Linked DNA regions of Mus musculus: all the other regions are linked to region 1. Evidence: chromatin contacts called from public HiChIP or PLAC-seq data. All regions are on one chromosome and are shown on one strand. Each heading gives the region's core, a stretch centred on a gene start, on an enhancer-like site or on the middle of the called end of the contact. The rest is flanking DNA. Distances are from core to core; before and after follow the strand shown. Region 1 has its middle 10 kb from the start of 2310069B03Rik. Region 2 holds the start of Wbp1 (WW domain binding protein 1). Region 3 holds the start of Pcgf1 (polycomb group ring finger 1). Region 4 holds the start of Dqx1 (DEAQ RNA-dependent ATPase).

Region 1 (3,346 bases), core at 550-3,049:
TCCCTCAACAGGTTCTCAACACTGCTAGAAAAAAATCTTTATATTCTATATTCAGTTAGTACTTTTAAAAAAGACAGTGTCTTTATTCATTCGTTGAGAATTTCATACAATGACAATGTATTTTAATGATACCTACCTCTTCCACAACTCCTCCCTGACCAGTAAACACATTTCAGACATCTCATACCAACTGGCCAGGCCTTTTGAAGCCCTCTTCTCCTCCTCTGTGTGCCGCATCTCCATACTCCCCAGGTTCACGAAGAGTGGAGGGCGGGGATGAGTCCTGAATGGGTCATGAGCAAGGGCAGCGCATTCTGTGCTCAGAATATGAGGAGAAAGGGCACTGGGCAGTCCTTGCAATGAGACTGACATCACCTGCTTCAGGTCAAAGGAACTTAGCATCAGTATAGAAGAGATACCAGAAGCAAGTGGTAGTCCAGGCTGTGATTTCAACCTTAAGAAGAAGACCGTTCTAGGTACTTTGTGCATTTATGGAAGCCTGTGCAAACGAGAATCTCAGAATCAGTCTATGGGGTTAACCATGCCAGCCACCAAACAGTGGTGACTGCTCACGCGTGTTCATGGAATGCCCAGCAGGATCCCACGAGCCAAGTGTGGGGGCAATCGAGAAGTTTCTGACACTTCTGTGCCAACATCTCTCTCTCTTTCTCCTTTCAAGAATTCATTATTATTTTGTAAAATTGTGTGTGTTTGTGTGTGTCTTTCTTGCTGTGTGTGTGAGTGCAGTGTCCATGGAGGCCTGTAGAGGGCAGAAGACCCCTTGGAATGGGAGTTACAGGTGGTTGTGACCCTCCAGTTCTCCAGCCCAGTTTTTTGTTTGTTTTTCCTTTTAGTTAGTTTTGTTTTTGTTTTGATTTGATTTTGAGACAGAGTCTCACACTATAGCCCTGGCTAGTGTGGAACTCACTACATAGATCCCCCTATCCTCAAATTTCACAGAAATCTACCTATCTCTGCCTCCCGGGTGCTGGGGTTAAATGTATGTGCCATCACGCACAACCTTAGTTGGCCGTTAAGTCAGTCAAGTCGACAATCAAAAGTAATCATCATAAATGTCTTCTCAGGGTGGTGAGAGCAGGTCAGTCCTCATCAACATACAATCCATCAACAAGGCTGCAGCCCAAGCAAGAGGACACCAGACAGACACACAGCTTAGCAGGGGCTAGAGAGAGAGCTCCATGGTTCAACAGATGCCCGTGGAGAGGACCAGAGCTTACTTCCCAGAACCCACACGGCAGTTTATGGTTAGCCATCCATAAACTCCAGTTTCAGGGTATTTCAGGCCCTTTTCTGACCTCCATGGGTACCAGGCCCACACATAGACATACACGCATGCAGAACAGTCACACACATACAATAAAATAAATCTTAAAACAAAACACACAAAAAATTAAATGATAAAATACAAATATACACAAGCAGGTCATTAATGAAGCCCATTTTGTGTGTCTGTATGAGAGAGGGATATAGATGAAGAGAAAAGACAGAGAGAGAAGAGAGACAGACGGACATGCACACAGTCACAGAGAGACGGGGAGAGAGACAGAGTTTTTCCAAAGAGGATTAACTGGGGGAGAAAGCCCACCTTGAACAGAGTGATCCCTTCCCATGGGATGGGGCCCAGACTTTAAGGAAAAGGGGAAAAGAACCAATTGGGCACCAACAACCTTTCCCCTTTCTATTTCCTGCAGAAGGAAGTGGGTCAGGCCTATGCCACCTTAGGGGAAAACCCACTGCTATTATCCTGTAAAAGAAACGCAGCAGCAAAGTGGCAACACGCCCTCTGAGCAAATACTTTCTCCAGGAGGGCAACGAAAGGTCACATGCCTGGGAGCACACAAGTCTGAAGGATGCTTACGGCTCAGCCCCATGCGCAGTGTCTGGAGATTGAGCTGCTGAAGTGCCCCAGGATGCACAGAGAGCTCCAGGGTTGCAGCTATGGGGACAGGTCACCCATGTTGGGGTGGGCTTTCTGGTGATGCGGCTGCTTCTGAGTGATCCCTGCTCTTTATAAGTGACCCCCTCACCCACAGTCCTGATAGTAACTCCTGTAAAAACTTACTTTTTACCAAATTGGATGTTGCTACAGTCGTTACTTTGATCTGCCATGGCCTCCCTCTCTGGGGTGAATAGATGAGTGTCTTGGTGTCCTTCCATGAAAAGTCTGTCGTACAATAGGTAGGCAAGCACTTGGTCTGTAGGCAAGAACTACATCTCAAATCATCACCGCCCCACCCCCAGCTCCAATATTTCAGCAATCCAGATGTGCATAAGGTGCGCAAGTGCCCATGGAACAAAGAAGGCATTATGGTAGCGACTGATGGAGACAAACAAGGCTCTGGAAGGTTAGGGAAGCTGCAAAGTCGCCAAGGTATGTTGACAAGAGTGGTTTGGAAAAGCATCAGGCATGGAAGGAGTGGGTCTCAACAGAGAATCAGTAAAGCAAGCTTCCCTGGCCCACCCTCCTCTGCCAGCTGCTGGGAAGCCCTGGGCGTTGCAAGGACCAGAATGAAAGGCTAACTTTGACCTTTTCCTGGGAGATGCTGTCATTAGGGGGCACTAAGAAGAGCAGAAAACCACCCGCAACAACTTCAGTACTCCCCCCATCCCATGGCCTGGTCAGCACTGGGTGGACAGGGTACCTGTCTTTCAAGTAAAGCCCGGTCTTTGGCTCTATTAATAACTGAGCTTCCAGAGTCTCAATAACAGCGTTTGCTTCCAGAGCACTGATTCATGGGAACTGAGGAAAGCATGGGCTCGCCTGGATTGACCCTCCTGTGAGATGCTGATGAAAAGGGACACTGCGGGTCTTTGTATCTCTTTGTTAGTGGTAGGGTCAAATCCCAATGTGACCTGAGGTTTTGAGTCCTCCTCAGCAACCCACGAGCCCTGAAGGTGGTACCCAGATGAAAATGGTTCTTGGAATGTTCAGTTCCTAGTATCCATTTTATTTAACTGTATCTCCAGAACTGAAGCCAGGACTTCATACATGCCGAGCATGTAGAGTATCCTCCCCCTAAGCTACACTCTTAGCCTCCTAGTGTCCACTTTAGCTGGGAGAAGAAGGCCAGGATGTGAGCATCAGGAAACAGATTCATCCTTTGGGCCTCTGTGAGTGTCAGGTCTCTGGGGTCAAGTACAGAAAGCTGACCCCGGGTGGGCTGGGTAGGAATTGAGGTGCTCTATCAATACTTGGGACCCCTTTCCTCCACTCCCATTCTGCAGTTTAACTTTGATCTTCTTTGGGCTGTGTAGCTTTCAACCTGAAATCGCATCTAGCATGACTCTCGGACTGTCTGCACCACATTGTGGTTTCTTGGTTGAG
Region 2 (3,346 bases), core at 438-2,937, 230 kb before region 1:
GTGTGGCCAGGTCACCCAGGGGGATATATACTGACAAGTGACATAGCTGGCTTAATTACTTTGGCAATTATGTGCTGTGAAGCTTAGTAGGGGTAAGGAATTTCCTTAGGAAGCTGCTGAAGTGTAGGCTGTCGTGGCGCAGACCTGTGCCCCAGAGCTTGAGAGACAGGAGGATGGTTACAAATTCCGAGGCATCTAAAAATACATATAGATAGCCTGACACAATCAATCAATAAACTGGGAGAGGGGTATGGGGTGTGGAAACTGGGAGAGCTGGTGATGGCCCGAGTCCAGAAGAAAGTAGTAAAAGGAATAGAGAAACCTGCACTGAAGCCTGGATGTATGACGGAAGTAGCTACTTAGTGGGAGAAAAAAGGAATCCAGGGTAATTCTTTTTGGTTTGAGCCAAATCCAAGTTGATGTTTTTTCCTGAGATACTATTTAAAATAACAGCAACAACAAAAACCTACACAAGGGGCAGGCAGGGTACCATACTTTTGTTTCCTCCTTTGGACCTGAGTGAGAGGCAGGAACCCTGGGAAGAGAAGTGTGGTATTAAGGGTCCCTAAAGATGGGGACAGTGGCACAAGCATTTGATCCCAGCACCTAGGGAACAGAGGCAAGAGTGTGAGCTCCAGGCTGGCCTGGTCTACATAGTGACTTACAGGGCAGCCAAAGTTATATAGTGAGACCGCCTCGAAACAAAAACAAACGAAAATAGGGGTGGGTGACCCCAAAAACCTCGCCATTTGGTTCTCAGACATCCTCTGTCTCTTTCCCCAGCGAGCCCTCCTCCAGAAGGCGCGGAGCCAGCCGTCCCCGACTCTGCCTCTGCCAGTGGGTGGGGGCTGCCCTGCCCCTGCCCTCACCGAAGAGATGCTGCTGAAGCGTGAGGAGCGTGCACGGAAGCGGCGGCTGCAGGCGGCGAGGAGGGCCGAGGAGCACAAAAATCAGACAATTGAGCGCCTCACCAAGACGGCCGCTCCTAGCGGGCGTGGAGGGCGCGGGGCGGCGCGGGGCGAGCGGCGCGGAGGACGGGCTGCTGCCCCGGCCCCTGCACCCATGGTGCGCTACTGCAGCGGGGCACAGGGCTCCACCTTGTCTTTTCCTCCCGGCGTTCCCACACCCACGGCGGTGGCACAGCGGCCTGCCCCATCGGGCCCCGCTCCACGATGCTCTGTCCCCGGCTGCCCCCACCCGCGTCGTTATGCCTGCTCCCGCACCGGCCAGGCCCTTTGCAGCCTACAGTGCTACCGCATCAACCTGCAGCTACGGCTGGGAGGGCCCGAGGGCCCGGGGTCCCCACTCCTGGCCACCTAAGACCTCTCCCACGCCACATTCCTGCTGTCTCCCCCACCCTATTAAATTTCGTACAGTGCCTCAGCTTGTATCGAATTGCTGGAGTGGGAAGCCGGCGGAGTCTGAACCTGAGTGTGTAAAGTCATTCAGCCAATCGGCGAAAATTTTTGTGCTGAACGGCCGTTCATTGGCCGATAAGTCAAAGCTTGTTCTGTTGTCCGTACTGGCTATTGTTGCTGTCAGTCAGGCATTTGGTCGAGCCTTTCCCCTGTCTTTGTCTGTGTGAGTTCTTGTTGTCTGGGAGAGCGGCACAGGCGCCGCTGCGGATTGGGCAAAAGGAGAAACCTGTGACCGGTTCCTATTGGCTGATCTGTTAGTTAGCGATTCTGATTGGCTGGACTGAGCAACTGTGTCCTCTGGAGGTGCTCTCCCCGGCCGGGAGCTCCGGCCGCGGAGTGATGGTGGCACCGGTGGCGATGGGCCGGGCAGGGACCATGGAAGTGGCGGCAGAGGTGGCAGGGGCGGGGCAGCTGGCGGTGGAGGAGGCTGTGGTCTTCAGGGGTCTGTAGGTGGAGGCATGGCTCGGGCCAGCAGCAGGAACAGCAGCGAAGAGGCCTGGGGGTCACTTCAGGCGCCGCAACAGCAGGTATCCCAGCAGCTCTAAAAGCTTATCTCACTACAGCCATTTATTTCTCTTTCCCCTTTCCTGTCACTTCCTGTCCGGGGTGGGGGAGGAGCTCATGGAGCCAAAGGTACTCTGAAGTTCCTGAACATGACCATTCTACTCTTTGTCTAGACTTATTACGTAGATGCAGTTGACTTTACCTGCACCCTCTTAGACCCCATCTCATGGTTGCAATGCAAGCCTGCAGTGGCTCTCCAGTTACCAGAGGCGTAGTGAAACCCCCAGGGAGGTTCCCTCTGTCTTGCAGCAGTTATTTGTGATGTTTTTCTCTGTGCCTATTGTCACAGCAGAGTCCGGCAGCATCTTCTCTTGAGGGAGCAATTTGGAGACGAGCTGGAACCCAGACTCGCGCCCTGGATACCATCCTTTATCATCCACAGCAATCCCATCTGGTTGGGAGCACTGCTCTGGGTCTCACACTGTGCCTCCTCTACCCCAGGGAGCTTGAGACCCAGGGGTGGAAAAAAAAAACCATCTTGGGGGTGTGGGAGGCAGACCTTTGGGGTGGGAGATGTTGAAAGCTTTTTAGCTTTGGAAATGGCCTTAAATTCCTACCCATTGTCACACTATGTTTTGTTTCTTTTAAAACATTAGCCTACAAAAAACCACCCTTGGGGCCAGGCTTCTGTGAGAAAAGTATTGGGTTTAAAGAACTGATATCACTTTCTCTGTATTTACACTTTACTTTCTCACTAGTTTCTGGCATTTTAAATCTTCCATACTGATAGCCCTACATATAGACCCTCCTTTTAGCATCCCATGCCATCCTTCCAAGCTAGGTCGGCTCGTGGGTGGGACTGTATGTGCGTGCAGGAGGTGGGGGTGGACAGGGCCTTGGGTAGAAGCCCCTGGTTCTTAGTGCCTCCTTGCCTCCAGCTTCGAGAGCTGTGCCCAGGAGTGAATACCCAGCCCTACCTCTGTGAGACTGGTCATTGCTGTGGGGAGACTGGCTGCTGCACCTACTACTATGAACTCTGGTGTGAGTCTTCAAAGGGATCCATCTCAGGTTCCATGCCCATCCTCCCTTGGATTTCTGAACTCAGCTACCAAAGACCCTTCTCTGCTTAGGGCTGGAGTCTGGGGTGGTGGTCTGAGTTGTGCCCTCTTTGCCTCCTGCAGGGTTCTGGCTGCTTTGGACTGTCCTCATCCTCTTTAGCTGCTGTTGTGCCTTCCGCCACCGAAGGGCTAAACTCAGGCTGCAACAGCAACAGCGGCAGCGTGAAATCAACTTGTTGGCTTACCATGGGGCATGCCACGGGGCTGGCCCTGTTCCAACCGGTTCACTGCTTGACCTTCGTGAGTGACCTGAAGCTCTTGGATGCAGAACCAGTAGCCCCTTCCAAGCCAGGACCCTCAACCACC
Region 3 (3,346 bases), core at 499-2,998, 190 kb before region 1:
CTGTGGATTTAGCATTAGTCGGTGACACAGAACCCTTCGGAGATGGCGGACCTCAGCTCTCACAGAACACCGAACATACTTGTTCTAGGAACAGAGAAGGAGGGGAGGGCACAGGTGTCTGAGGGAAGGGTTGCTGGGAGAAACGGCTCCTTCAAAGGGGCCCTCCCCTCAACCCCTCTCACCTGAAGGACATTTTTATTCTTGTCTTTGCCAGAACTGGATGGAAACAGATACAAGTTAGAGGGTTCCACTTTTCTTGTCTCCTACCTAGCACAAGCACCACAGCACACTTTCTTCAGGGGAGCAGACACTCCCTCACCCTTCCCCCCAAGTCCCTTAGCATCTGGGTCACCAGTAGTATCACTTCACGCAACCTCTGACCTGCCCCTCACCTCAGCCGCTCCAGGCATAGGCTCAGCTGTTCATCATATCGATAATAGTGGGCTTTAGAGTGGTCAAAACTGCTGAAGGGGAGGCCAAGGTTGCTCAGGGCTGGCTCTGAGGAAAAGTAGATATTGAGGAGGCTGGTACAGGTTCCATACCCTCTTCTCCCCAGAGAGCAAAACCAGGCAAAAGAGATGCTCTGAGGGCTTTAATTGCCCCCCTCCCCCAAATGAGCACCAAGGACATACCTTCACCACTGGGCTGGGAGACTCTGTCTAAGCCTCGGGACTGATAGAATTCCCGAATCCGTTTCTCTTCACCTAAGGAGGGGTGAAGGGCAGCCATATTAATTCTCTTTGTTTTGGCTGTTGACCTCTTTATCTTTGTATTTTTTTGATTCCCAACAAAACTGTTGGGAACAAAACGTCAAGGTGCCACCCAGCATTAGAGTCAGGAGGCCCCACAAATATAAGGTGGCCACTCACTGTCTTGCAAGCCTGGCACTAGCTTATACACTATGTCCTGCATGACCCGATCCAGTTTGAGATTGAGCAACGGCTGCGTCTCGTGGATCTTGATGTTGCACATGGGGCAGTACTTGCTGGTTTGCAGGTACTTCACGATACAACTTTTGCAGACTGTAAGAGGAGAAACGAAGATGCTCAGGTCCCTTGGGAACCCGACACATGGGACAGGCAGCACAGAGGCTGGCAGCCAGCTTGGAAGAGGAGAGACAGGATCCGGGACACTCACAGGTGTGGAGACACTCTGTGATGGTGGTGGCATCCACGAAGTAGCCCGCGCACAGGCAGCAAACGATGTGTTCATTCAGGTCTTTGATCTTCACCCGGACCTCCTCCTGTGGACACACCCTCAGTCACTCCCCACTGGTCTTGCAAGCCCACCCCATCTCACCTTCTGCAATTCCCAGCAACAGAGCAGTTTGTTATTGGACTGGGTCGTCTGGCCCCCGAGAAGAGACGGGGGAGTGAGCTCCCCCTTCGCCCAGCAGAGGGCTCCGCGCACAGCGGGTGCTCTCTTTTCGCGGACCCGCCTGACTCTCTTTTTTCCCTCGGGAGACCAGACGCTGTCGGAGACACAACGCGCAAGCGTCCAAGTCCAGCGTTTGGCAACTCGGCCAGAATCGCGCGTGCGTATCGCGCACCCCGTGGCTGCGCAAGCGCACTGGGCGCCCATCCCGCCGCCACCCGTCCTCTCCTTCGTTTGGGTTCACACAGCTAACGGACCCCAGCAGTCATCCCGCTGCCCCTGCACCTCGTTCCGTAGTGGGTCCATCTTGTACACTGACTGGAGCTGGTTCCGAAGCCTCATCGCGATCGCAATCTGGCCCCCCTGAGGAGACGCCATCTTAAAGGCTGATCCCAGCCCGCCACTTCCGGTACCGCCTGCGGGGCGGGACTTGTCTCCTAGCAACGAGGGCCTCACATTCTCCGGATTGGCTAGTTTTCCGGCACACCCCGCCCTCGCCCCCTCTTTAGCTCCCCGTGTGCTCACCTGAGCCCGCTGCCCCCCCAACAATCGGTGGTCGTTATGGAGGGGGGTTGAGTGAAGCAGGGTCTCTGCGGTGCACGCTCCCACGGGCGTCCTTCCAACGGCGCGCACACAACCTCTGGATCAACTTCGGTAGCTTGTGCTAAGAGAGCCTGTGTGCCCTGGGACCCCGAAGCCGGGCTATCGCCCGCCGCTACAGCTCCGGAGTGTGGGAGTCCTGGGACCCGACCTCGCCTCCGACCCGGGGTCCTCTCTATACAGTGCAGTCCTGCTCCGCTGCGGCGTCCGCGTTGCGGAGCTGCGTCCCAGCCGCGGGCCTTCTCCCGTCTGCGCCGCGGGAGTTTTTTCCGGGCTCGCGAAGTCTGGGAGAGGGTGCCCTGGGCGGGGTGGAGAGGGAGAGACCCCCCGGGGAACCGGGAGCTCTTACTCCCCACTCTCTCCCTGCTGCCGAGGATGGGGAGAATAGGCCCTGGCTAATGATGATGATTTAATCATCGGCGCCTGCGGAGGCCTGGGACAGACTAATGCAGAGCAGATGCCGAAGGAGGAGGGGAGGATTGACAGCGAGGAGACTTGGGCAGCGAGTGCCTGCAGTAGCATAGGCCCGGGCCCGCACTTGGGGAGGACACAGGGGTTCCCGGGTCTGGTACACTGTCATCACTGGGTCCCTACGGCGGAATTTTAAAAGAATAAATTTACTCTGAAGCGTTATTAGCATCGAGTACAACTGGAGATTCGAGTGAGAGGGGAGAGACTGGCGGAAACTTGAAAGGCTCTCTGGAGAAAATTGGGACTCTTGTGTGGGCATGATTGACAAATGGATGCACGAGAGGTATAAATGTGATGGAAATAGAAAAAAAAGGCAGTGTGAAGAGGAACGACCAAAGAAACAGGTGTGGATTGAGAGCCCCAATGGAAGGAATGGGGTCTAAAAGAACTGGAATAATTAGGTTGAAGGTAACAGGAACCTCACAGAAAGGAGTGTATGTCTGTTACCCCATAAGTGGTAGTACATAAGCGTCAGGAAAGTATTAAAGACTTGTTAATCGACTACATACAGCTATGGTTTACCTTCCTGGCCCAGGCCACCTAGTCACCTCTGAGCCACTGCAGGTCTTGACTGCTTGCCCATGTCTATATCGTTCCCTCTTTAGACCTTTCTTCCCACAGCATGGCAAAGTGATTCTGATCATAGGTTACAAAGAACACACGTTTTTGATGATGTGTTTCTCATGTTGATGGTGGTGCTAGTTTAGTGGACATGTACATGGGGCAAAACCAATTACAGTATACACTTTAAATACTTGCAACTTGCAGCGTATCATAAATTAGACCTCAAGAAAACTGTTAAAAGTGAGTTCCAGCTGGGCAGTGGTGGCACACGCCTTTAATCCGAACACTTGGGAGGCAGAGGCAGCCGGTTTTTTGAGTTCAAGGCCAGCCTGGTTTA
Region 4 (3,346 bases), core at 560-3,059, 170 kb before region 1:
GAAAGCCTGGAATTTTGGTTCAAGCGCTGGGTCGGTAACTACAACCACTCTGGGATCCCCTGGCAGGTTTCTCAGTCTGGTATCTCTCAAGAGCCCCTGTAGTAAATCTGAGGCCACTGACCGCTCCTGAGCCTCATCCAGTATCAGCACACTCCAGGCTCCAGGGCCCCGGGTTGAGGCTACTTCCTGCAGAAATAGCCTGTCCCAGCAAAACCTGTTGGCATTCGTAGAGGGCAGGGAGTCAGTGTGGACATGGACCAGACCAAAATCCATGTATTTTTTTTCCCCAAGTTGCCCAGATTCTGATACTGAAGGACAGAAAAAGATGTCCTAAGCCTGTGGACCATTAAGTGTGATCCCACATCTCTGTTGAGAGCACTTGGTTTATGCACTATATCCTGTATCTTGTGGTAGGGGAGTGAGGTTTGTATCACATGACTCCATTGCAGGTTGAGCTGAGGGTATAAGGAGATAATAGGCAGTTGGGTTTGTCTCCACTCCACAGGGGGAGTTAAGCTCAGGTCAGACTGCAGATGGCCCACCTGAGCATGGTGTTGGGCCCAGTACAGTCTTCCTGAGGGATGCTGTATCCAATCTCATGACCCAGGGTCAGGTCCATCTCATCAGCCACCCTTGAAGCCAGGCTCATGGCTGCCAGAGGGTAGGGCTGAGTGACTGTAACCTGTCCTGTCTGGAATCCTCTGGCCAGCGCAAACTCTGCACACCACTGAGGAATCTGGGGTAGGGAGAGGGAATGTGTCAGAGGACTGGAGAACCTCAGACAACTATGGCCAGCTGAACTGGGATCCCTGAACCTTACCACCCAGTGGGTCAGCCTCGCCCACATCCCCTCTCCTTTACCCAGGCAAAAGCACATTTAACCCTGCCCTTTGTCCACTCCCAGAATCTTCCTCCACCTGGGTGCTCTTGCCAGAGCCAGGGTCCCCAGATACCAGCACCACTCCAGTGGGGCTACTCTCCAAATGCTCCAAGAACAGGAAGCGAGCAGCCCAGATGGGCAGGGCTCTACGCTGCTCAAGCAGCTCATAGTAGCAGGAGGAGAAGGGGAGCCCATCAAAGGGGTTCACAGCCAGCTCAGACTCCCCAGGACTCAGTTCAGACTCTTCTGCCAGCCCAGAGGCCATGGTGGCTGCTCATAGAACCTACGAAAAGCAGGGCAGCCAGTAAGGCCTTGGGTCTGGTGACTGATACTGAATTCCCATCTCAGCTTGATCCCCAACGTTATCCCACAGGGGAGAATGCCTTGGGGTCCATCCTTCCCAGGAAACCGTGCTGGGTGTCTCTAAGAGGACATCACCAGTGGACTTTCACCCTGTTTGTAGCTGGGATCCCTGAGTAGTAAAGATCTGTGACTAGCACAGGGACCCACGGTGGCAGCAGGAGCTACAAGAAGCAGTCATCTGTGGGAAAGGCCCAAGTGGGGAAAAGTAAGAAATCTGGAGATGAGAGAAGGGGACAGTAGGTAGGGCCATTAATGATTCTGGATTCAAACCTGCCAGCAGCTCTGGGACACGGTCAGGATGGCAGCCAGTTCTGGACACACCCAGCCAGGCACACCAACCCAGGCCTCCCTGGAGTACAAAGGTAAATTCCGGCCCCATCCGGGAGGCTGAGCTCAAACTCCAATCCCAGAGCTTTATTTTGGGGGGAGGGGCCTTTTGCTCCACCTTGGTCAGCTTAGCTAGGAACCTATGGAAAGCAGGTTCCTGATGCCACCCTGAGCTTGTATAACTGAGCCTATATGACTATAGTCATGAAATGCATTCTGGGACTTGTAGTTTTGGAGTGACAGCCTACACTATAATTGAGCTGGGATCCAGTTGTTTTGTCTTCAGTTTAGTGTAATTTCACAGTTCCATTTTGACCATTCTCACCCATATTGTAGTCTTCAACCCAGGAAAAGAAACCTGCTCAAGGGGCTTTTGAAACCCAAAGAGGCAACAGAGACCTTGAGTGAAAACCCTGAATTTAATGTGAGATTGGGGGAGCCCCATCCCTCCCTTTTTACCACCCACTCATCCGGCCTGTTGTTAGCTGGGTGAGGGCTGCCCCCAGTCTCCGTCCTGCGGCTCTGGGTACCATCCTGTTCCTTTGGGCTCATTCAGCCTCCTGGGCCTGTCTCTCTCTGAATCTCCTGTGGGACATGGGGGAGAGAGTGTATAGGCTTTGTCACATCAGCTTCATCAGGCCTTTCTCCAACTTGTTCTTTCTCACATATTGTCCTCTAACCCTCTCACCTTCTTGCATATTCATACAGTGCCTGCTTGCGCTCCTGCAGGCTCTCCTGACGGGCCCAGGAAGACTTGGCAAACGTTAGGGCTGTGGGCTGAGGGGTCGCCAGGCCCGAGCTGGGGAACTGAGGTGATCACAATGTCAGAGGGCTTGCGAAGTCATCATCATTATACACCCATCGAATGCCTACTTTGCAAGAGAGGCACTGTGCTAGGGTCTCAACATCAAGGCGAGAAGTCAGGGAGAGGGAGCAGAGACTGCCCAGACCTGCCCTTAAGTCTTGGCCTTGACTACTCCAGGTCTCACCTTTGGGGCAGAGGGTGCAGGCGGGGACTGAGATCCCTCAGTGACATCTTCAGGCATGAAAGCCACAGCCCCCTCGAGCAGGTTTGTGATGGTCAAGTCTACACACCCAGTCCTGGCTGGGAAGAGAGGGGCAGAGTGTCCACTCCCTGTACCCCTTCTCTGTTGAGACCCATTTTCCTGTGTCTGCCATTCTGTGATGCTACCCTTTCCCATACCCAGGTCTCTCTGGATGACATTCAATGGCACATGGGGCAGAACCTCCTTGACTCTGTGAGCGAGAGTGGTCAGCTGCACATCAGAAGAAGGGCTGGGAGGAGAAGGAAAAGAAGACTGCACTGTTTAAAAGAAAAAAAAATGAGGTGAGTGGATTACTGAGAGAGGCAGACACGCGTAAGGAGGGAAGCAAAACCACCAAGCGCAGCAAGCATCTTTGTGCCCAGATCACACACCTGACTGGGGGCGTAATCTGGGGTGTCTTTGTCGCTTCATGTGTTCTGCTTTGTCTGCTGGAGTGAGCCGTGTCCCTATCTGGCCCAATTCTTTGGCCACCAGCTAGGGAGAATTGGAAGGTTATAGCTGTAGCCTCGTCAGGTCTTCTTCCCCTTCTCCCCAGGAGGGAGGGACCCCCCCACTTCCACCACACCCCTGTTCACTACCACCTGTTGTACACGGAGCGCAAACTCCTCACTCTCTTCCCCTAGCTGTCGACGAATGGGATGAAGCCACCTACAAAAACCAGAGCCCTGCCCTGTTAAGTCGACAGGGGCTAAGGGTATGGCCCTTCCCC

Evidence for each region. HiChIP or PLAC-seq counts read pairs in DNA pulled down with a chosen protein or histone mark.
Region 2: a contact with region 1 is called in an HNF4G HiChIP or PLAC-seq map of pancreatic cancer cells. The contact joins the promoter of Wbp1 here to the enhancer-like site in region 1. A contact is called at or near these places in 1 of 39 promoter capture datasets (cranial neural crest), 2 of 115 datasets of contacts at active chromatin or transcription factors (pancreatic cancer cells and stem cell-derived neural progenitor cells) and 1 of 9 other capture datasets (adipose tissue).
Region 3: a FOXA1 HiChIP or PLAC-seq map of pancreatic cancer cells shows a contact between it and region 1. The contact joins the promoter of Pcgf1 here to the enhancer-like site in region 1. A contact is called at or near these places in 4 of 39 promoter capture datasets (the 3T3-L1 cell line, 3T3-L1-derived adipocytes, embryonic stem cells and 1 more), 4 of 484 Hi-C or Micro-C datasets (embryonic fibroblasts, embryonic stem cells, group 2 innate lymphoid cells and 1 more), 3 of 115 datasets of contacts at active chromatin or transcription factors (bone marrow-derived macrophages, embryonic stem cells and pancreatic cancer cells) and 1 of 9 other capture datasets (adipose tissue).
Region 4: an HNF4G HiChIP or PLAC-seq map of pancreatic cancer cells shows a contact between it and region 1. The contact joins the promoter of Dqx1 here to the enhancer-like site in region 1. A contact is called at or near these places in 3 of 484 Hi-C or Micro-C datasets (the N1E-115 cell line, embryonic fibroblasts and group 2 innate lymphoid cells), 3 of 115 datasets of contacts at active chromatin or transcription factors (bone marrow-derived macrophages, embryonic stem cells and pancreatic cancer cells) and 1 of 9 other capture datasets (pancreatic islet).

The regions. Positions count from the first base shown.
Region 1 is chr6:82,890,169-82,893,514 of GRCm38.p6, reverse strand. No RefSeq gene overlaps it. Among named protein-coding and RNA genes, the nearest start is that of 2310069B03Rik, 10 kb to the right of the region's middle. Within about 2 kb of position 1,799, at least 31 of the 459 cell types and tissues checked have an H3K27ac peak or open chromatin away from gene starts, as enhancers often do. A contact at or near this core is called in pancreatic cancer cells, where this site is marked.
Region 2 is chr6:83,119,802-83,123,147 of GRCm38.p6, reverse strand. Wbp1 (WW domain binding protein 1) reads left to right here and starts at 1,687. Exons shown (of 5, transcript NM_016757.2): 1 at 1,687-1,945; 2 at 2,272-2,376; 3 at 2,861-2,963; 4 at 3,104-3,280. The coding sequence starts at 1,877. Ino80b (INO80 complex subunit B) reads left to right here. Exons shown (of 5, transcript NM_023547.2): 5 at 784-1,383. The coding sequence ends at 1,320.
Region 3 is chr6:83,076,792-83,080,137 of GRCm38.p6, reverse strand. It overlaps Pcgf1 (polycomb group ring finger 1), which reads right to left and starts at 1,748. Exons shown (of 9, transcript NM_197992.1): 1 at 1,660-1,748; 2 at 1,138-1,243; 3 at 870-1,022; 4 at 633-704; 5 at 393-498; 6 at 183-216; 7 at 1-84. The coding sequence starts at 1,716.
Region 4 is chr6:83,056,307-83,059,652 of GRCm38.p6, reverse strand. It overlaps Dqx1 (DEAQ RNA-dependent ATPase), which reads right to left and starts at 1,809. Exons shown (of 12, transcript NM_033606.3): 1 at 1,514-1,809; 2 at 918-1,223; 3 at 543-736; 4 at 1-214. The coding sequence starts at 1,145. It overlaps Aup1 (ancient ubiquitous protein 1), which reads right to left. Exons shown (of 12, transcript NM_007517.4): 7 at 3,219-3,285; 8 at 3,009-3,111; 9 at 2,775-2,894; 10 at 2,560-2,675; 11 at 2,259-2,377; 12 at 1,971-2,155. The coding sequence ends at 2,119.